Regions from separate parts of the Rattus norvegicus genome. Here all the other regions are linked to region 1. The links are chromatin contacts, called in public Hi-C maps. All regions are on one chromosome and are shown on one strand. Each heading gives the region's core, a stretch centred on a gene start, on an enhancer-like site or on the middle of the called end of the contact. The rest is flanking DNA. Distances are from core to core; before and after follow the strand shown. Region 1 overlaps Zfpm2 (zinc finger protein, multitype 2). Region 2 holds the start of Zfpm2 (zinc finger protein, multitype 2). Region 3 overlaps Zfpm2 (zinc finger protein, multitype 2).

Region 1 (3,692 bases), core at 703-3,202:
CATTTGACAGCTGTTGGCCAGACACACGAGAAGGTTAGAACATTTCCCTGTCGACTCTCTACAAAGCCACACCACAGTCTTGCCACCAAACGGTTTCCTCAAGCACTAATAACCGCACGTCCCATCGTCCTCCTAAGACAAACAACACCATTTCCTTTATGCGATATTGATGCATCCCTAAGCACTGTTTGACTCAGTAAGTGATAGCTGTTAGGGATGGCCACAAACTGCCATATAAGGATAGTTTTTCCAATCCCCTGTCTCAATTTTTGAGTCATACAGTCACAACACACACTAAACTACTGTTTTGAACATAAACTTGAAATACGACATTCCCTATTCAAGTACTCCAGTCAAACTCTGATAAATCAGCCTGGCCAAGTAGTGATCTTATCCCTTCTGACTCTTTAATAAATCGAACCTTGTAAGTTCCTACTGTTGGAAGTTGTCACTAAATGAAATTGTGACCTTATCCGGCACATGAACTTATCCTGCTGACAACTACATTTATTGTGAGGATAAGAAAGGGGGAGAAAAAAAAGAAAAAAAAAGGAATAAAGGAAAAAAATGAGATCTTTGATAATTCTGATCTTAGCCATATGTAACTCTAACAGATGGGATCTTTTTGATGTTCCATTAATGATTTGCCAAAGATGAGTCTATGTAGAGAAAAATGCCCACCCATGGTAAGAGCGGAGGGAGCGCCACACATTGTATTAAAGTGCACCATGCGGTTCTAGGGGGCAGAAGCAGATCAGTAGCTATTAGTCGATTGCAGAGAGCTCTGGATTAGCTTGTAATCACACTGCAAAGACAGCAGAACAGTGGCAGTGAAGAAGAAACAGCGTCTCGTAGAGGCCACATTTGCTGCCCGAAAACTCTGTAAAAAAATACTGGCATTTTCTAAAACTCCACAACAATTCAAACCACTGTGTTTCTCAAGAATGCAAACCACTTCCTTGGGCTAAGGCTCCTAGAGAGTTATAGGAAGGTGTCAATGCGCATCATTGTTTAGGGAGCAAATTACCTAAGTGCTCTGAAATGCTGTGTGCTTTACAAACTTGGGTAATTTTTACTGTAATACTTTGAATGACCTCACGAACTAAATCTGAAGCAAGGTTCTGTGGGAAGGTCCCCTGAAAACGACCACTTGTAATTATCATCTTTCGGAAAAGGGGAAGAGATATAATATGGGTACAGAAAATAATATTGCTCATAATCTAGACCAGTGGTTCACCCTCCTAGTGCTGCAACAATAGTTCCCCACGTTGTGGTGAGCCCCAACCATAAAATCATTTTTGCTGTTATTTTGTAACCGTAACTTTGTGATTTGTATGAATTATAATGTAAATATCTACTATGAGGGATATCTAATATGTTCCTTCTCTGAAAGGGCTTGTTTGACCCCCTCCCTAAAAAAACCATGGCCCACAGGTTGAAAACTGCTGATCTAGATTAACAACTGTAGGCGCTTTTATAAACACCGTGATGTAAAATTACCTACATGTTTCAACTTCATGTCTAAAGTATATATGGGGGGGAGGAGAATCATCTTACCTTGCTCTCCCCTCTATGGTCTCTATGCACATGAACGAAGACATGGATAAAACACTCATGGCAGGTATCTGGAAACATGTGCTTGGTGTGCCTCACTCTGGGCCCACAGAAGAAAAGTGAATGGAAATAGGAGCTGCTGTCTTTTGAGCCCTTTTAGTTGCTGGAAAGGAGGCAACAGGCCTTTGCTCAGAAATCTGCTACAGTTGGCTTCCCTGCTGCCAGAAACCTGTTCTGACCTTCTGGACAACACTCCATGTCACTGCCTGACCTAATACCACTTCCTGTTCTGAATCTTGAGAAATAGTTGTAGGTTATCTTTGGGAGCTCTATGCTTAAGGGGAATCATTGTGCAAGTAAAGCAGGCTTGGCTGGTAGACACAGGAAGCAGTCATTGGGAGCACCAGTCTCAGAGAAGCCACAGTGGGGATACAGGAGTCTGGACTTCCCAGGGCTGCTAACAGAAGCCTGACTTCTCCAGGAGAAACTCCAAAGGAAACTTTGGAGAGAAATCAGTCATAGATTCTGTCTGATGTAAAGCGAGAAAGGAAGACTTTTTAAGCAGCCCTTAAGTCAACAAGCTTGACTGATGATTCATGACTGTAAACTTTAGTCCCCCTTATTTCTTTGTTTAGTTACCATGTAATCTGTCAAAAAAACCCATGCTTTCTCCTAGGCTACTGCCATCAGTTTCTACTTCGTTACTTCACTTACATAGGACTTGATACAAATTTCAGATGATTTTTAATGAAAAAAAATGTCCTCTGTGTTGATTTGCTGAACACTGTTTTGCTGGTAGCCAATAGTAACCCAAGATCTAGTAGGTCTTCAACCTTGCAGCATGGTTTAGATGAAGTTGAGAAGGACACCGACAACCTTGGGTAGATAAACATCCCTAGGCACCAACTGAAATGTGGTGAGCACTGCCTGGAAGGAAAGGTCAGGGTGAGGAATAGAAGTGCGACCTGTCTGATCGCAACATTACAAAACCAAAGGGGATTAGACAGATGAGCAAATGACATGAGGAATCTATTGAAAGCTTTTAGCCTAGTTGGAGCAAATAGTAACCTAATGTGATGTTCTTTCAGTCAGCCATGAGAAGTAGAGATATCCACTCAGAGAGGTATTCTACTGAAGAATTTTAGATTTTGAATTAGAGAACATTTTGATTCAGTAACAAATTTAACTAAATTATTAGTTTAAAGGGTCTACAACTTATAAAATACTAAAAATATAACATGCAACTAAATAATATTGACCCCATGAGTTCACAATCCAAGCCTAACACCATTGCCAGAATATTATATAGACTGTAATGGACTGTGAATCCTTGCATGGATCTTGGGAGCATCACTTCTACACGTAAAAAGTACTAAAGCGTAATACTATCAATCAGGTTTTGTCAACATGTGGTATCGCTGGAAAACACATTATGTATTTATTTGGTTAGACAATCCCTTAGTCCCAGGATTATATGATTCATAAAGCATCATACTGACAAAAAGATACTTATTTCCAAAGTTTGAGCATGGAATTGTTAAAAACTATTCTTAGTTTCATACAGTACTTCTAAAAATTAAAACTCTATTGGCAAGATTATATATATATATATATATATATATATATATTAAAATCACATAAAAATGACGAGAAAATTGGGATAAAGACAGGCTCCTTCATGCTACTTTTGGGTGTTGATAGTAAGACTTACCGGGACTTAAAGGCCCCACGGTCCAATATATTTCTTAAAAACAATGATCATCTTTGTTCTGTGTGAATCTTCCATCATCCACTGCTCATTTACCACTGTCTAATCAGCCTTCCCAGACTCACTCCACCTCTGTATCAAAAGTCCACAGGTGGGGCCATTCTACTCTATTATCATCTATATTATTTTTCATTGGTTTTCTCTGTTATAATGGGGATTCCAGATACCTCTACAGTGTTTAGTATTTGGTAGGGTTATAGGTAGTACACAGGCATTATGATACATTTTTATAATCATATTTTTAGGACATTATTCAAACCAAGTTAAATTTGAAGTGATAAAATTAGTGTTATTCTGGATTCCAACCCTGGCCTTCCAACTCTCTCATGTTTCATTATTTTCCTTAAAAATTATTGAAAGCTAGGAAGTG
Region 2 (3,692 bases), core at 626-3,125, 210 kb after region 1:
CACATCTGCGAGGCAGGAAATGTGTGTGTATGTATATTATGCATATTGAATAATTAACTGTAGCAAACTGTATAGCCTGCCCCCAACTCAAGGGCGAGCTGGGTGATAAGATTTATTTTTAAACTACACCAAAAAGAAATTCTGACTTGCATGTAGAGGACAGTGGTTAATACCTATGAAGTAAGGGTAATACTAAAGCAGTATACTAAAATTATATGATAATTAGTTTTAAGCTAGTGGCCAGATCCTCAACGACACGAAAATATCAGAAATACATCACAGAACTCCAATAATAATAATAATAATAATAATAATAATATCGTGATCATCATCTTCAAATTAATAAGGCCTTTAACTTTTTTTCAGCTAAGGGTTTGAAGATATATTACAGGCCTATCAAACATTTAGGAATAATTTTCCCTAAGGTAAGAAAAGTTGGCCTAGAAGAATTCAGTGAGATTGTGGGTTTCAGGCAGGCAGGTGTCTCTGGTCCTACAAGTCCCTCTAGGCACCCCAGGGACCCGCACCCAGGGACCCAGGGGTGGGGTGGGGGTAGGGGGTTAGGAACCGTACCAGAGTGTGCGAGCTACCTTGAACTCAAATCCTGTGAGCCCAGAAGCGAAGGAGGCCCCTCCCAGTGGGGACTGCGCCTGGACCAGTGGCAAACTGAAGCCCGCCTTACACAGCGTCCAGGCAGCGTGAGTGGGACCCACCCGAAGCCCCTGGGTGCAGCCCAACACCGCAGCAGACAGGGAGGGGGTGCGCGGCTGCCTCCAGCAGAGGCGCGAACTTTTACACCTACTTTTTGTTTCACTTCGGGTTTGGCGAGGCTTGTGGTACCGCCCAGGACTGGGTCCCCAGACACTGATTTTCCACCGAACTGGGGAATTTACTTCCCTAGCCCCGTGGCCTCCACCAGCTCTGAGAACTTTCATCCCGGGTTACCAAGACCAGCTCCCAAGAGTGGTAGGCCATCCGTCTGGACAACAACAAGGACAACAATCGTACTAAGCTCTGCGGGAGGGGATTGTCCTGTTAGGCTCCAGCAGAAAAGAGGCTACGATTGCAGCAACCCGGAGTTGAAATTAAGGAGAAACCAGGGAGCGCGAAGGCTGGAGAAACACACCAGGCTGAGGCTGCCTGGCGCTCCAACTGTCTGTGCATCTATCTGAGGCCGTCTGGTTGTCCCTCAGTGCTCTCAAAGTTTGACAAATCACAAGGACCAGGAGCGGATCGCCCCGAGCGTTTCCCATCCTTCCCGCCGCGTGCGCCCCTCTCCCAGGAACCGATCTCACCAACTCCCGGTCCCGCGCGCAAACTTACGTTTGATCTGCCGGGGTTTACTCTGCTTTCGCCGGGACATCTCGGCCGCGGCCGCTGCCGCTGGGGTTCCTGCGGTGTCCGCGGTCCCTGCTACCGTTCCCTGGGTTGTCGCTGCCTCTGCCTCTGGCCAGGCTCGGGCCGCCGCCGGCCGGACTCCAGGTGCTCCGTGCGCGCGGGATCCCGGAGCTAGGCTCCTCCGGGAGCCGCGGATCCACGTTTGGAGATGAGCAAGCAAATGAGAGGCCGAGCGAAGGGCCAGAGAGAGTGTGACAGAGAAGAGGGGAGGGGGCGACGGGGAGAGCGATGGGGCTTTTGGGGGGAGGATGGGAATCTAGGAGCGATCGGCCAGGCAGAGAGAAAAGGGGAAGAAGGGGGTGGTGGGGTAAGAGAAGGAAGAGAAGGAGGGAGGGAAGGAGAGCGCGCAGGGGGACCGGGGCTGCGAGGGGCGGAGGGTGCAGGAGGAGGCGCGCACTCGCTCCCCGTGTCCCCGGCTGCCGGGCAGAGACTCAGGCGCCGCCGCTGCCGCTCCGGGCCGCGCCGCGCTCGCACTGCTGCGGGAGGTGGCGAGGCGCGCGAGGGAGGGGCGCGCCCGGGCAGTGGGGAGGGGAGACTATGCCATCAGCGAAAGGAGGATTGGCTGCATCCAAAGCCAGTCCGGATGCAAACTCACAGCCCGGCCTCGGTCGCGTGGAGTGCAAGGGGATCGCGGCGTGGGTGGGAGTTGAAGGGGTTGATGGGGGGGGGGAGACGTGAGGTTTGGAGGGGGGGCCACCTTCTGCATTTGTCACCGCGTCAATGCTGGACAGCTGCCAGGCCACCCTTCCCCCGCTCCCCTTCCAGCAACTTCTTCCAACAGCCTCTTCCAACGGACCCTCTAACTCTCCTCCCTAGTGCCTCGCCCATCTAGCAGGGCACAAAGAAATCTCAGTCTCCTTCCATAAACTTTGTGCTTCCAGTTACTGCTCCCCTCCTGGAGCCCCTGCCCTCCGCCCTTACAGTTTCTTGGCAGGAAGGTTAGGCCACTGGCAAAGTCCCCGGCGAAAGCCAGCTGATCACAAATGCCAACTGTGTGTCTTGGGGCCCGTTAAGTCCTCTCATCTGCCCAGGCTCTCAGGAGACCATTTCATCGCTGTCAGAGTTCCCAGGAGACTGCTGCGGACGCGGACCATCCCCCACTAGGCCCACCAGAGTGGGGTGATGAGCTGCGCTCCAAATGTTTTTCTGCATCTTGCATGAGTTTCCATTTGAAATAGTAAAAGCCCCGGAATCGGGGTCAGGCAGATATTTTCCTCACATCCAAAAGGACGAAGGTTAGCTGGATGATTCGCTGTAGGTAGGAAGGGAACTATCATCTCTAATAGGAAATGCTAACTTTGTACGAAGTCGTGTGGAAGTTCTGCAGCTCCACCCTGCCCCTGTGACCTCCCATTCTCCTAGCTCTGCCAAAGGGAAGCACCATGGAGCTAATAAAAGGTTTGATCTTGTCCTAAATTTTCAAACAGGTAAGACCCAACGACTATTTCCTGGTTTTTTGGTTTATTGAATTCTGTTCCTTTCATATTTATTCAATGTATGTTTAAGGTTTGAGAAATGGTAAGGCACAAGAGACCATTATTTTGAGGTGATTCATAGCATTATTTTGTTAAATTAAGGTGAGAAAAGTTAGCTTAGTTTCCCACAGATTTGTATAGAGTGAGTACAAAATGCAGTTCTTTTAGTTGTTCTGGAAGGGATGGGAACTGTTGAACCAGCTACTTTATGTAATCATTTTTTTTTTTTTACTAATAAACTCCCATGAAGTTGATATGGGTTCCCTAGATGCTGCCAATGCTTTCCCAAGGAGGCTATGAACTTGTCCACTCTGACCTGAAATTGTATCACCTTTCTTTGGTTGACTAGCATCCGTTTGAGCTTCACCAAATGATGCTCTAAAAGGGTCTGGGCTGATTGAGCACAATGGAGGATTGCAGGATGCTCCATGTGCAAAAGGCACTCTACTCGGTGTTGTTAATTACTCCATCAGGTCATCTTTTTAAAGGTGTAAAGAGTATGAAAGGTATGGCTGGGCAAATCTTAACACAAGGCTGAAGACCAATTGTGTCTTTTCTTACATCCCATTAGCTGTATGACCATAAGAGGTTATAACTGTACAGTACATGGTCCTTGGCAATGAAAAAGGCAGTAAATGACCAAGTCCCTGTCTGGAAGAGCCAAAAAATTATGATCCTAAGTGCCATGAAAAGCAAGGTTATTTGTATTTGTACGGAGTGAGGGGTGCTAAAAAAAAAAAAACAAAACAAAACAGAGACTACAGCTTTTTACCTCCTTCATTCCCAAATCATTACAGTTGAATTGGCATGCACAGAATC
Region 3 (3,692 bases), core at 370-2,869, 150 kb before region 1:
GCTACCATGCAAGATGGTAGATAGTTTGAGTAATGTGTCACCATGTCTCGAGAGAAAACAGAAAAGAAAAACAACCAAATGAAACAAAACCAGAAATACCACTGAGGCCTAAGAACATCATTCCACTTAATTTAACAGTTATCCGACAAGGATTGGTTAAGTATCTACCCAAGGTCAGTATTATGGAGTCTGTGGAAAGCACTGTCATGGTTTCTAATGTAAAGGACTGAGTAACCTATTAGTGGAGTTGAAATAAACGGAAACAGGGGAGGGGGACGCAGATCATGTAAGACGAGTATTAGATGCAATGACCACACAGCTCTTATCAGAGAACATGGAAGTGACTGAGCCCAGGGATGGTGAACACAGCCTGATACAAAAGGTTAAGCATTTGATTTTTGTCATGAAGGGAGGCTGTGAAATAAACACTCGGAGAAGAAAGAGCTGTTACCCATTCTGATTCATCTCTTTGCTTTTCTCTGACTCAGTGGTTCCATTTGGGTTAATACGATCCTCGAAGCTCCCAGCAGATTCTTATCTGGACAGTTTTGTAATAACTGCTGACCTATCAGTGGGGAATATTGAGAGACATGCGTGGAGTATAATTTTTCAGCAGCCACGGGGCAGGTGATGCTGGAAAGGCAGCTCTCTTTTAAATGTATCAGCACTTCCTAGTCTGCGGCGCATAAAAGCTGCTCGCAGTTTGTATCCGTGCCAGGAAGATGAAGGCAATGCCTGTTCCACACACCAGTGGTGAGATGTGTGATTTCACCCTTGGAGAATGTGACAGAGTAATCGACTTTGATGATTAATCCATTGTAACAGGAGGCCCAGCATTGGTGGAGATGAATTTGCTGCCTTAAGTGACTCCCCTGTTGTGCGGCATTCTTTAAAATTCTTAGGGAGTTGATGCACTGTGAGAGGGAATGAGGCTGCAGACCTTGGGAAGTCACTCGGATTCTTTTCGACTTGTGCAAGAGCACACGAGGCGGCTGCATGTTTTCTTTGGGCGTCCGGATTTGACTAAATCAAGGGGATCTTAGAGAATACATCCCTTCTGGGAAATTCTTGATAATAAGAACACATGATCTCACACAAGCTTTAGAAGACTTCCTGTAAATCATGGGAAGTATGTTAGAGAGTCTCTCTGGGGCACTCATTCCATGTTCACACACCTGATCCAGGATTATCACATGTAGTATATGAACCACATGTACTAACATATCATGTGTGACACATCACATGTGTATGTATACTTATTCACATGTATGCATGTTACTAAAAGTCACATAAACAGATGAACACATGCTACATGTTACTTATAAGTCAAACAAAGAGAAATCACTTTGCTAGTACCCGTTGTCCACTGTCCTCCAAATGAATATGACTTCAGATTAGGAAAAACTCTGTCTTTGAGAGAAAAGATGATAATATTATATTTATAATTTATTAAAATATATATTATATTAGAGGCTACATATATCTCAAGTGGCCTGAATAGGAAATTGTAGGCTTCTTGGCCCAAGCCCCAGAAATTCTGACTCAGGAGGTCTGGATCAAGGTCTGAGAAATCCACAGCACTTACTCCCAGCACAGGAATCCGAAGCTGATTGAAAACCACAGTTTGACATTTGTCATTGACTAAGTCAGATGTAGACTGGGATTTAGTTCTATTACTCCGTGATACTGTTAAGCAAAGCCATTAAAGTCTATAAACTTTAGTTTCAATGCCAGCCTAATGAATGTTTACCATCTGACTCCACAAAAAGACATATGAATGAGAATGTATAGATACATACATAAAGACATATAAGGGCTTGCTGATATATCTGTATAAATCAAATGTAGTACATAACACAAACCGAACAATAAAATGTATTATTGTCTCTCAACATAGCAAGATAGAACGCATTCTCTGGCCTGTGAGCAATTTTGTTTCCACAGTCAGTCTAAGTTGTAGATGGCAGACAGATGTTGTTTTAATATGACACCTTGTTTTGGTGTCCTAGCAAACTAAAGTGAAACACCAAAGACATATATCAGAACTCAATGTCTTCCTTAGGGATACGAGCAGTGACTTCATATGTGCACATGCGCACGGTGTGTGCGTGTGCGCGTGCCTGTGCGTGTGTGTGCGTGTGCGTGTGTGTGTGCGTGTGTGTATTTACTATACTGACATAATGGTTTCAAACAACCTCAAAATGTTCGCTCGCTTTGCTGGGGATGTGGACTGGGAGGCCCCTATCTTCACTGCAACCTAGCTTCCCTCTTAATGATGCAGAAACCAAGACACAGAGAAGTTACAAAAAGCCACACGACGATCCACCTGGGAAGATGGATATCAATGCTTGTGGGTGTCATAAGTTCTGGGTTGGTTTGAAAAGTGGTTTCAAAACATCCACACACGTACAGACATAAATGTTTACAAATGCACACGCAAACACATGCACCCTGCCTCGTGTTTTCAAGCTTTATGAGTTTTTAGGCTATGGCGTGGTTCCAGGGCTGAACTTAAACTATATTTCCTAGGAAGTTTTGAAAGAGTAGAACTGATCACCCCCTCCTCCCTGAATGTCTTTCCTTTTGAACATAGAAAGTGGTTCTGTTTTCCTTTCATGAATATTAAAAAGAAATTGCTTTTCCTAACCCACTTTTGAATTAAGCACATGCTTGACTTGATTTGTCAGATGTAGCATGGGCAGAAGTTATATATTCATTAATAGCCAGCAGGCATTTATCCACATCCTAGCTTCCTAGCACAATGATCAGAGAAGCCTGTGCTGGGCTCTACACCTCAGGATTCCTCAATGAAGACAACAGACAGCACTTCCCCGATGACCACATTAGGTGCCATATATAATTGCAAGGCAAAACTTTTGTTCCAGACCCATGAGTTAAATCTAATTTAGTCTATGAAAAACACCACACTCACCCCAACATAAATGGATGGTTCATTTGAAAAACAAAACTTCAAACTGGGTAACGGTTACAGACATTTTCCATCCATGTAGCAATTCTACATCACTCCACTCATACTTGCTAGGAATATATGCGACCTCACCAAAATTAAACAGATTTAATATAGACAGTCGCAAGTTCCTATAACAGATAAGACATGTACTGTAGATTTAAAGCCTGGACAGTGCTCGGTGGTAGCCAAATTGTGGAGAACCTACCTCCCTCCCCCAAATCGGGCTGAGTTTTGAGTTTCGTAACGAAATCCAAAACCTGAGGAGACGGTCTCATGTTTCATTCTGCACCTCATGCTGCTCAAACTTTGGTGTCCTTTTCAGGTATCATACTACAAAAAGTTCCCAAAAAACCCCTTTAACTAAAAAATGATCCCGATTCCTCGTACCATCTATTAAATTTATTATACTCTGCTTCTTTTTGTGTACAAAAATATGTGTATCATAGGTGCTGGTGAGAGGCCCCGGTGTTTAAGAGCACTGGCAACTGCTTCAGAGGATTAAATATCCAGTACCCACATGGTGGCTCACAACTGTCTGTCTGTAAGTCCAGTGCCAAGGGATCTGACCTCATCGTGTGGCCTCCATGAGTACTGCATACATGAGTTGCACAGAAGACCATGAAGGTAAACTGCCCATATACATAAAATGATAAAATATCTGCTAAGTGTGGACCCCGAGTAGATCTTGGTTGATTCTATATTACACTTCATAATCCGCAGC

Evidence for each region. Hi-C and Micro-C count contacts between places; a contact is called where the count stands out from the background.
Region 2: a Hi-C map of the A7r5 cell line shows a contact between it and region 1, with 4 times the contacts expected there. The contact joins the promoter of Zfpm2 here to the enhancer-like site in region 1. A contact is called at or near these places in 2 of 12 Hi-C or Micro-C datasets (the A7r5 cell line and Schwann cells).
Region 3: a contact with region 1 is called in a Hi-C map of the A7r5 cell line, with 2.6 times the contacts expected there. The contact joins two enhancer-like sites. A contact is called at or near these places in 2 of 12 Hi-C or Micro-C datasets (the A7r5 cell line and Schwann cells).

The regions. Positions count from the first base shown.
Region 1 is chr7:73,775,176-73,778,867 of GRCr8, reverse strand. All of the region lies in intron 3 of Zfpm2 (zinc finger protein, multitype 2), which reads right to left. Among named protein-coding and RNA genes, the nearest start is that of Zfpm2, 210 kb to the right of the region's middle. Within about 2 kb of position 1,952, at least 5 of the 93 cell types and tissues checked have an H3K27ac peak or open chromatin away from gene starts, as enhancers often do. A contact at or near this core is called in the A7r5 cell line, where this site is marked.
Region 2 is chr7:73,561,915-73,565,606 of GRCr8, reverse strand. Zfpm2 (zinc finger protein, multitype 2) reads right to left here and starts at 1,875. Exons shown (of 8, transcript NM_001130501.1): 1 at 1,324-1,875. The coding sequence starts at 1,363. LOC108351485 (a long non-coding RNA gene) reads left to right here and starts at 2,091. Exons shown (of 4, transcript XR_010053374.1): 1 at 2,091-2,825.
Region 3 is chr7:73,925,033-73,928,724 of GRCr8, reverse strand. The region is part of intron 5 of Zfpm2 (zinc finger protein, multitype 2); the gene reads right to left. Among named protein-coding and RNA genes, the nearest start is that of Zfpm2, 360 kb to the right of the region's middle. Within about 2 kb of position 1,619, at least 13 of the 93 cell types and tissues checked have an H3K27ac peak or open chromatin away from gene starts, as enhancers often do. A contact at or near this core is called in the A7r5 cell line, where this site is marked.